Linked DNA regions of Rattus norvegicus: region 1 is linked to region 2. A link is a contact called in public Hi-C data. All regions are on one chromosome and are shown on one strand. Each heading gives the region's core, a stretch centred on a gene start, on an enhancer-like site or on the middle of the called end of the contact. The rest is flanking DNA. Distances are from core to core; before and after follow the strand shown.

What was found. Hi-C and Micro-C count contacts between places; a contact is called where the count stands out from the background.
Region 1: a Hi-C map of liver shows a contact between it and region 2, with 2.7 times the contacts expected there. The contact joins two enhancer-like sites. A contact is called at or near these places in 2 of 12 Hi-C or Micro-C datasets (hepatocytes and liver).

The regions. Positions count from the first base shown.
Region 1 is chr19:53,982,087-53,987,231 of GRCr8, reverse strand. LOC120098483 (a long non-coding RNA gene) reads left to right here. Exons shown (of 3, transcript XR_005496694.2): 3 at 1,900-2,346. Among named protein-coding and RNA genes, the nearest start is that of Pmfbp1, 380 kb to the left of the region's middle. Within about 2 kb of position 2,336, at least 2 of the 93 cell types and tissues checked have an H3K27ac peak or open chromatin away from gene starts, as enhancers often do. A contact at or near this core is called in liver, where this site is marked.
Region 2 is chr19:53,750,756-53,756,005 of GRCr8, reverse strand. The region is part of intron 5 of Zfhx3 (zinc finger homeobox 3); the gene reads right to left. Among named protein-coding and RNA genes, the nearest start is that of Zfhx3, 200 kb to the right of the region's middle. Within about 2 kb of position 1,890, at least 3 of the 93 cell types and tissues checked have an H3K27ac peak or open chromatin away from gene starts, as enhancers often do. A contact at or near this core is called in liver, where this site is marked.

The DNA of each region.
Region 1 (5,145 bases), core at 1,087-3,586, 230 kb before region 2:
ACCACTGAACTGAGAATAGGTCCCCCGTTGAAGGAATCAGAGAAAGAACTGGAAGAGCTTGAAGGGGCTCGAGACCCCAAAAGTACAACAATGTCAAGCAACCAGAGCTTCCAGGGACTAAGCCACTACCTAAAGACTATACATGGACTGACCCTGGACTCTGACCCCATAGGTAGCAATGAATATCCTAGTAAGAGCACCAGTGGAAGGGGAAGCCCTGGGTCCTGCTAAGACTGAACCCCCAGTGAACTAGACTATGGGGGGAGGGCGGCAATGGGGGGAGGGTTGGGAGGGGAACACCCATAAGGAAGGGGAGGGGGGAGGGGGATGTTTGCCCGGAAACCGGGAAAGGGAATAACACTTGAAATGTATATAAGAAATACTCAAGTTAATAAAAAAAGAAAAAGAAACTTTAGAAGACAGACGTGAATAAAAGTAGTGCCGTGGTACATGCCTTTGAACAGTATCTCTTATGTAAGCCTGTTGTCTCCCCACCACCACCACCCCTGTCTCTCATTGCTTCTTGTCAACTCTGAGGAAAGGACGAATCTCTGCCATGTGCTGATGCTGCCATCAATAATTAATCCCTCAAATCGAAAGCCTGGGATCGATTCAGTCAAAGACTGTGGACTGAAACCTCTGAAATTTCCATTTGAAATAAACAGTTTCCCCAAGTCTTGGTGTTGAAAGACCCAACACAGACTAGTATCAGAGGAGTGGGATCACTGAGCTGTTATAGCTAGGCTGTGGGAAAGTTTAGGCACAGTGTGGAGAAGTGGGCGAGAGAAAGACTCAACTACTGTAAGCAAAACTTAATGGGTTAGAAGACCAGAGAGTGGACAGCAGCCTGTGCTGATGAGGTTTCAGGAGGGAACAAAGACTCATGGGAGTTAGAGTAGATCTCATTGTTGTAAGATCTAAAACCAGTAATGAGTTGTTCCCACTTCCACTGTGCCTGAGTCTACGGGACTTTAAACATGATGGGTTAGTTAATCCAGAAGAGGAATTCTTTAAGGCACTCCAGTATTCGGACCATGCACAGTTATGAAGGGCTGCTATTAGTCAGATTTATGGTGTATACAGAAGAAAAATAATGCAAAGTAGGAAGCCCTGACAAACCTTCAGGTGATCTCAGAAGTCTGTAAGGCTGGAGCTAAGGGAGGCATGGTCTCTGGAAAGGTTAGCACCATTAACATCAGCCAAGCACTATGCATTGAAGCAATAGGAAGGATGCTGTGTGCGTCTTTCTTGAACTGTCCAGATATCTCCCAGGGCAGACTCAAGGATATGAAAGAGCAGATAAATTTAGCAGACATTCTCCTGAGAAAAGAGAGCCTCTAGAGCACCCTTTCTACACAGACTAACTAGGATTTCTTTCACTGTACTCAACTGCCCAGCATTCAGTGTCCTTGGCCCATGGTCTGTCAATTGCTCTAGCTGATGGCAGAGTTTTTCTGTCTGTATGATGCTGGTCTTGTGGACACAAAATGTAAGCACTTTTCACCAAGATTTTAAAAGAAATCCTGAAAGGAGAGGCAGTAGGTAGACTTGGAGCCCCTGCTGGGCGGGGTGCTGAGGGCAGTGTGTAAAGCTGAGGACATGGCAGGAGCTGAAATGGAGATGCTTGGACAGAGAAGACACCAAGAATGAGAAATTACAATGAGTGAAGCCATTGCCCAAAAGAGCCCATGCAGGCTTCAAATGGCAAGGCCGGACAGTTGGGGTTGCACACAAACATGCAAATCATGGAGCTAAGCATTCAGAGATCACCCCTCTGCCTCAGTCTTGCTTTCATTAGATTCCTTTTTGCTACTCTTCTGCTTTTCTCATTTCCAATTGGAATATTTATTTCATGGTCATTTTATCTCAGAAGTATATAACTATCTTTTCATTTCACAGGGTCTCCCAGCTAAGCATTTGCATCGAGTCTCACAAAAGACCTTGGACTTGGACTTCTGAACAACATTGAAACTGTCAATATTTGGAGGACTCTAGGAGACAGTCTATGTACAGTTTGCATTGTGAGATGGCCGTAAACTTTTCTGGGCTAAGAGCAGAATGCTATCGTTTGAAAATGAAAATGAAATGTCCCTTCAAGCTCAGGTTTTAAACCATTGGTACACAGTTTAGGAGGTGCTAGAACTTAGCTAGAGAATGTAGCTCACTGGATATGGACATTTGACGACCATAACCAGGGTCTCTCCACCTACTGTTTGCCATCCACCATGAGGTAAGTAGCTTCTGTCACATATTCCCACTGCATGATATTTTGCTTCATCCAGGTTTATCTAGAACTAATAAAGTCAGACCATGCACACAGCCAAAATAAATAATTCCTCCTGCTGAGTTGTGTCGGGTGTTTTGTACCAATGATGAAATGTCTAATGAACATCCTTACTTATCAAACAAAAAACTTGGAGATGGTTTATAGCCAACAATTACCTAATGGTCAAAGACTGATTCCTTTACCCCCATAAAGAGTAACCATAAAAAGATCTATGAAATAAGGCTAGAGAGGTAACTCATGTGGTAGAGGGCTGGCTCTGTGTGTGTGTGTGTGTGTGTGTGTGTGTGTGTGTGTGTGTGTGTGTGTTTGTGTGATCAGACATGGTGGTACACACCTGTAATCCCCATGGAGATAGGTGGATCAAAAGTTCAAGGTCATCTTCAACTATACAACGAATTTAAGGTCAGACTGCAACCTGAGTCCAGGTCATAAAAAAGAGAAAAAGTCAAAAGCAGCATTACTACCAAACTAACAAAAATATAAATGATATGTAAATTATTACCCCCTTTGCCTTTGTTACATCTGAAGATACAAGAAAGGAAACTAACTTGAAATTTAAGGACAGGCTAATGTCTTTAAGAAGACAAGGGTGTGAGCACTGACTTACCTGGATTCAACACTAACAGAACATAAAGAAATGAGCAAGAAGATTCTGGTTAAAGTTGTTGCAAACAAACAACCCAGGCCAAATGAAAGTTCTGAAAATATCCACCCCGACAGACAAGGACTGAAGAAAATGTGTACAGGTGAATATTTATTGAGTAAATAAAGAGAAAGCTTCCTGCTGTGACCCAGGCCTAGAAGAGGCAAGTGGTCATGCTGCAGAAATACCCAGAAGCACAGAACCGAAGCTATCAGCCACCCAGAGAAGGCCTCAAACTGTCCTCTGATGTCAGGGGCATCCCAATGCCCCCACATCTTAGGACAGAAGGACACGCCTAAGGAATGGAGCCAGGGCCCTGAACTCTTCTTTCTACACTTTGCCAGACTAGCAAGCAGCAAATGAATCAGCCATTGGAATGAGGTGGAGAGAAATTCTTTGTTATCTCTATAGTGTAGACACGCAGGAAAGGCTCTGGGCGTGAGTAGAATATTAGCATTGACAAACAAGCAGATGAATGGACTAAGCATTCAGGCAAACCAGCACTAACCTTCAACACAAGACAATGCTAGAAAAACCCAAGGGAGCCAAATTTTAAAAAATCTAACCTTAGTTCTTTCTGACTGGACTGACTATTCTAAAAGCCTAACAGAATAGACTCGCCCATTTCTACACATTAATATCAATCATTGTAGCGTTTATAATCCTACACATGCCCATCTGTGAACCAAAAATGACCAAACACACACATACGAGAGAGAGAGAGAGAGAGAGAGAGAGAAGGGAGCCAGCAATCAAAAATGTTAATGAGACTCATATAATCAACAAAGGGTTAACACGGACAGTGTAGGAGGGAAAGGTTGAGAAAGAAGTTTCACACATTCTAGGACACAGTTCTCAAACTTTGGTGGGCATCAGAATAACATGGTAGACTTATTGAAATGCCCATGGTCAGAGTCCACATCAAGACATTAAGATTCAGTAAGCATGGCCTACAGCTTCCAACGTCTAACAATATCCCCGGTGATAGTAACTGTAGTCTAGGTCAACAGTTTAAATGCTTTGCTGTAAGTAACAGGAGAAGGAATCAATGGGACCATAAAACTGGTGCTAAAAAACGGAACCAGAACCAATTTATCTCTTGGATGTAAAAGTAACTTTTATTCACCTGTAGGAATTGTCACCTTGGAGGCTTATTGCCTCTGTCTGCTAACCTAGGCCTAATCCTAGAAGCTTCTAGCCTCCTTAAAATCTAATCTGGGCCTAGAATGTTTCCACCTTTGCAACTTACTACTGAAAAACCTCACCCTTTCTTGTTCTGAACGCTGTTGGCTGGTTCAACTCAACTATTCTGGATCAAACTCCTCCCCAAGCTGACTCAATCTGACTTCTCTTTCAGCCTCTGACTTTCCTCTGCTTGGTCCCAAACTAACATTGACAATCTGTCCTGTTTTTTTCTAGCTCCTTTTCATTCTCCCGCTCATTCTGTCTTCACCTGTGTCTTCTTCAACCTGTCTCTGTACAACTGTCCCAGTAAAACTGTCTCCTTTCTCTAGGAGCTCCTCCCTTAAGTAGCCACTCTGTCCTCATGAGAGTTGGGCATGTCCTAGTCTGTTAAGTCTTTCTCTGATTCCTCACTTTGCCTCTCAATTTGACATCACTTTTAAACATGGGTACTTCCTTCTACAAACTAATTTTACCTTCATTGTTTGGATTAAAGGAGTGCTAAAGCTGAGCCACGCCCAATTAGAAATTTTATTTTTCAGTACAATCTCAGGCTTCACAGTGTGATCAAATATTGTGGAATACTTGAAGATTAGTCAAATGGCATTAATTTGACAGAGAAGACAAGGTATTCGCGGACCACAAACTGGAACCATTTCCCATCTTCTGAGAGCATAAATGGCAAAAACAATTGGAGTCTCAATTCAATAAATGCAGTAGGAAGTAAAACGAACGAGCTGAAGAATCAGAGGTTATGGGAAGAAACAAGAAAATAATATAGTTTAGGGGAAGCCATCCTGGGTAGCAAGGCAGTGTCAAGAGACTATGACTATGTTAACATGTAGGGCCTCTACACCAAAGCCTGGGACAACAGCAAAAGACTAACCACAATGCTGAGGGTAGCGGTTGCTCTTGGAATGCTAACTCACGGAAGTGAGAACAAGAGGATCAGAGCTCAAGATGATCTTCAGTTTACATACAGAATTCAAGGCAGGTCTGTGCTACAGGAGACTGTCTCAAAATAAACAAGCAG
Region 2 (5,250 bases), core at 641-3,140:
TGGAGGAGCTGACGGCTATGCAATTTCTAGCTGTGTGAAAATAAAAACCCAGATACAGTGTCCACTGGCAAGGCCATGGATGACTAAGGAGGCCACATGAACGAGGCTCCCAGCATCCCCTGCTCACACTAGACTGCAAAGACAAGAGGCGCGGCACGGTAGGGAATGCGAGCCTGAATGCTACAGAGTGGGGCTACTCCTGTAGAGGTTCGAACAGGCCCGAGTGCTGGAAGTGACCACTCAGAGGTGTTCATGTGGCATTTGCACTGACACCTGTTCCATGCTGGCTGTGACGACAGAGTGAGAAGGGCCCGCGGTCTCTGCTATCCCACCAGGAAACATGGGCGTGGTGCTGTCTTGACACTCCCCCTCCCCTTTGGAGAAAGCCTGTTTGAACCCTTCCCCCAGGCCCTTGCTATATTACAGACCTACGAAAGTTATTAATGCTCTGACTTTAGTGGCTAATGTTCTTTGAGGTTTATACTACCCTCCAGCAATGCCTCATCTGATTAAACATTTACGGTTCCAGGATTTTAAGATCTGGAATTTGGTCCAACCTGCTGTTTGCAGGTTTGGAAACTGAAGATCACGGGCTCTCCCCAACCCATCATGTTTCCTCTTAGCGTGGACCTTGTTTTGTCTCTAGGTATCTAACCCAATTAAAAAAGGAGGAGAGGGATGGGTGGGAGGGAGGAAGGAGGAGGATGAAGAGGAAGAGGAGGAGGAATTAAAGGCAGCAGCCCTCTCCATTCTTCGACAGATTCTGTTCTGGGCATTAAGTCCCCCGTACAACGGCATCTCTATTTATACAGAGCTGTAAACAACGGCGGAGCGGGACAGGCTGGTAATAGGTTTCCACCAGGATGTGCCTGACCTGCTTTTTTTTTTTTCCTCCCAAACTCGGTAATTAGAAGGGCGGTGGCTCCGCAGGAATTATTCATAGGCCGCAGGAGCCGTGCACTATACATTTATGTTAAACATGTCAAATCCGATTGAAATCATGCTTGCTGGCACCGCAGCCCATAAACACACTTTCCCCCACACTCGCCCACTAATACCTTCTCTAATAGCCATCTCCCATAGATTCAAATCATGGACGCTCCGATGCACTGATTGCTCTGCGTTAGGTGAGCATCACGGATCTCCAGGAGAGAGAGGGAGAGCGAGCGCTCAAACTACGCTTCTAACATTTAACAAAAGTACGCGTAGGCACAGCAGCCTCAGACTTTTAAGAGCATCCCCATGCCTCTGTTTTAGGCTAGGCTGGTGCCCTGCCCCCTCTTACGGAAGCAGGAGCATCCCCTGGTCACCCTGTCTCAAGTCCCCCGAAGCCAGACTCTGGCGCTCTGTGGCTAGAGACCATGGTGGCTTGCAGCCTTTCAATAACCATCTCAGTATGGTTCTTTGCCAAGAGCTCAATCTTGTCCCCTAATTATTGGTGATAAAGCACCGCATTAATTGTATATCACTTAATTTATAGCAATTAATGATTGACTTGGCTAATCACGGCATTAATCACCGTTCAGTGGGGGACACTGGGGGCTCTTCAATCTCAAACGCTCATGCTCACATCCACTCCGGCAAATGACGACAAGGGGGTCATGTTCAAGTTTCAGAGGAGAGAAACCACAGAGTTGGACGGAAACGGCAGTGCATTAGCAGATCTGCTCCGCTCCGCCCCAACCACCAGCAACCTGAAAGAAAGCTTCCTACTTGTGTTGGCTCTGCTAACCACTGGCTCGTGTATTCACCACTGCTCACTACCAAGGAGCCCACGGATGGCAGGGCTGGGGGGTGTTAGTGGACCGTGTTTCACAGACAGTGCGCTCGGGGTGTCTGTGAGTAAATCTTCCAACCAATGTTACTCATTAGCTAGTAACTAGCCTTCCTAAGTTCATGCCTTTCTATGTCAATGACCCGCTTCCCTTGAGGTTCCTTTTGTTCAGTGTGTGCACCTTAAGCGTACAAATGTGCCAGTGTGCACATGTGGAAGTCGGAGCTGGTTTTCTCCCTTCCACTGTGTGAGTGCGTGTGTGTATGCGTGCATGCGTGCGTGGTGGGGGGAATGGTCCAGGGATGGAACTCTGGCCATCGGGTTTGCCTTTGGAAATGGTTTTACAAGTTGAGCCATCCAGTTGGCACATCCAGCAGACGAAGATCCAGGTCATTTTGAACTCACTGGTATTTTCATCTTTACTGTAAAACTTTGAGGTCTGTTCCTCGCTCTTGGTCAGAGAAGTCAACCAGATCAAACCCTTAGACTGAGAAGCCCATACCCAAGAAGTGGGGGGTTGGGGAGTCGGTTCTACTAAGAGTAGGTTCTGCCCTGACGTTGGGAGTGGGGATGGACCAGGATGCAGTTCTCTTATCTGCCTGCGTGATTTCTGCGCCCCGCCTGAGCTTTCTAGACAGCAAGAGGGCAGAAAGGAGAGGGTAGCTATCTATAAATGTCTATAGCATCTATAAACCTATAAACCTCTATAGGGTATAAATGTCTATAGGGTGAGGTTGAGAACCAGGTATGCTCTCATCTGGAAAGCACCTATGGTGTGCAGGGAAAGCAATGGCACCTGGGATGAAGCAGGGGCTGTGACTGGTGTCAGAAGTCCCGCCCACCCGGCCAGGAAGCAGTCGGCAGCTGTGTGGCCAGTGGCATGCTTAACCTAACCAAGAAGGTCAACCCCGCAGCCTCCTATTTAGGAAGACGTACAGAATCAGAGTGCCTGTGATAGATTCTTTCGGGGTTTGTCTTGTTCTTTCTGAGCCACATGATGTGCCTACTTGAATTTATATTTGTTAAAAATGAAACAAAACCTAAATTTCACTTTCTCAGAGTTATGAGCTCCATTAGGGTGCTGAATGCTCTGATCAGTGGACAAGTCCCTGCAAATCCTTTTGATGACAAACACCCGGAAGCCCCAGGACAACGTCACATACCCTGAAGACCAAGGCCCCTTGTAATCCTTGGGACTCTGCCTAGTGCCCAGCATGAAGCGAGGGACGCGGGCACTGAGCTCTCTGACAGATGACCATCTGGTTTGTCTCAGGGCCACCCAAGGGTAACGGCCGCACCGTATCACTGAGGATCCTACGGAGAGGCCCGCACAATGGGAGACCACAAGAAGCAGAAGACAAGTAACTAAAATCTTCAAGACTATCCGTGCCTGCTCAAACCTCCAAACTACATGATCGATAGCTGAGAAAAATGCCAATTATCCAGACCCATTTGAAATATTATTAATCTGCATTGGCAGTGGCCACTAATCAACACAACAAATTGTGAAATCACTATTTACTTGTTTGTGGAGAGGAAGCCATCTCTGTTGTGCTTAATCAGACAGGAACAGCTCAATTTGGGGAGCAAATGAAAGAAACAGTTTTTCTTAATTATTGTTTTTTTTTTTTTTGTTTTTTTTGTTTTTTTTTTTTTTTTACAAAATACCAGCCAAGGACCCTAAGAGAAGGATCAGAAAAGATCCAGTCCAAGATCAAACTGGGCCCAAGAACTTCGATAAAGCCTGACATTACAAAATTACCCTTCAGGTCAGAGGAGGACTGTCTGAAGAGCTCAGCAAAGAAGCCTTTAACTTTGCATGTGACAAGGTGCACCCCTAAGTTGCTGTTTCTTCCAGTCTTCTGGAGGTAAGGACTGAGGGGGGGCCCATTGCCTGGATGAATGCGTACGGAAAGAGAGCCTTGCTATGGGTGTGGGTTCTACTGTTCTCGTTTTACTCCTTCAAGTGGCCTCCTGGTTGCTAGTCATGACTAAGGGCAGTGGGAGGGAAGGCAGTGCTCACTCTGAATCATAAAGACGGAACAAGCTTTAGCTGAACTGCCCTCGACAAGGCTGCATGCGTGTGAAAAGCACACACCAAGTGGCAGCACAGGGTGCTGCACATAGTAGGAGCTTTGCAAGCGGTAGTTCTTTAATAATGTCCTTAGGACCCACGTGGGATGCTAGAAACATACATACATTCCAAATATCAGGGGCCAGACCTGAAGCCCGTTTTGGTGCTCCTGATATAGATATGATATATATCTATATATCTATAGATATAGATATATATATATATGTTTAAATGGACAAGGCTAAGAGAGATTGCTACTGGTTTTCCTCAAGCTTCTTGACTATTAAACTCCATACACAAAGCTTACTCTACTCTGGGCCTTGCTCTAAACTTCCGGTGTTAATACACGCAAGGCATTCCTCTTAATCACTATCTTATTTAAACACAGAGGCACAGAAGGGTTAAGGGACTAAGTATTGTCACCCAGCAAACGGGAGGGTCATGATTAGAAATCAAGCACCCAGACCATGATAACACACAGATGACCTTGGAAGAGACATAGGGCCTTTGGGGCCTGTCAGCAAAACGTTCTTCCCTTGGGGCCCATGAGGTTTGGCTGTCGTCTACCTTGTCTGTAGCTCACCTCAACAGCTTAGTAAAGACTGGATCTCTGTGTAGCAAAGGTAACTGTGGTGGTTTGAATATGCTTGGCCCATGGGAAGTGGCACTATTAGGAGCTGTGGCCTTGTTAGAATGAAGTGTGTCACTTTGGGGTGGCGCTTCGAGGTCTCATACATATGCTCAAGGCTGGCCAACGCTCCTCCTGGCTGCCTTTGGATCAAGATGTGGACCTCTCGGCTCCTCCAGACCGTGTCTGCATGCAGGCTGCTCTAAGACGCTAATGGACTAAATTCTCTGAGACTCAACACCAACACCAATTACATTTTGCTTGCCTTGGGCACGGTGCCTCTTCACAGCCATAGAACCAATCCTAACTAAGACAGTAACACAGATGGAAACACAACAAAACCCCTCCCCATGCCTGAGTTGACCTTCTACAACCGAAACTGCCCCTTCCTCCCTGGCTCTCCCTCGAAAACCTTCCCAGGGTGGGGTCTCTGACTCCATCCTTCCCTCTCAGGAAACTTCACTAAACTTCACCACACGCCCCCCTCCCGGCGCCTGCTGCTCTTTCCATCTCGAAGCCTCTCAAACTTGACTTTTCTCCACCGCGCAGCCCCATTCCTGCAGTCTCTTCCCAGAGGCCGGCTTTCCCAGGCTCCAGCCGCTTTCATTGCTTTCCTCTGGCCTCTCTCCAAGATTCCGTATCTTGTTTAAATAATGAAGGCCAGCCCCCGACCCTCAATATGATTTAAGAGCAGTCTTGCCTACAAAAGTAGCAAAGGCCCAACTAATACAGACTCTAGAAGGTAAATATTTTCTTAAAAGAAAGAGAAAAAGA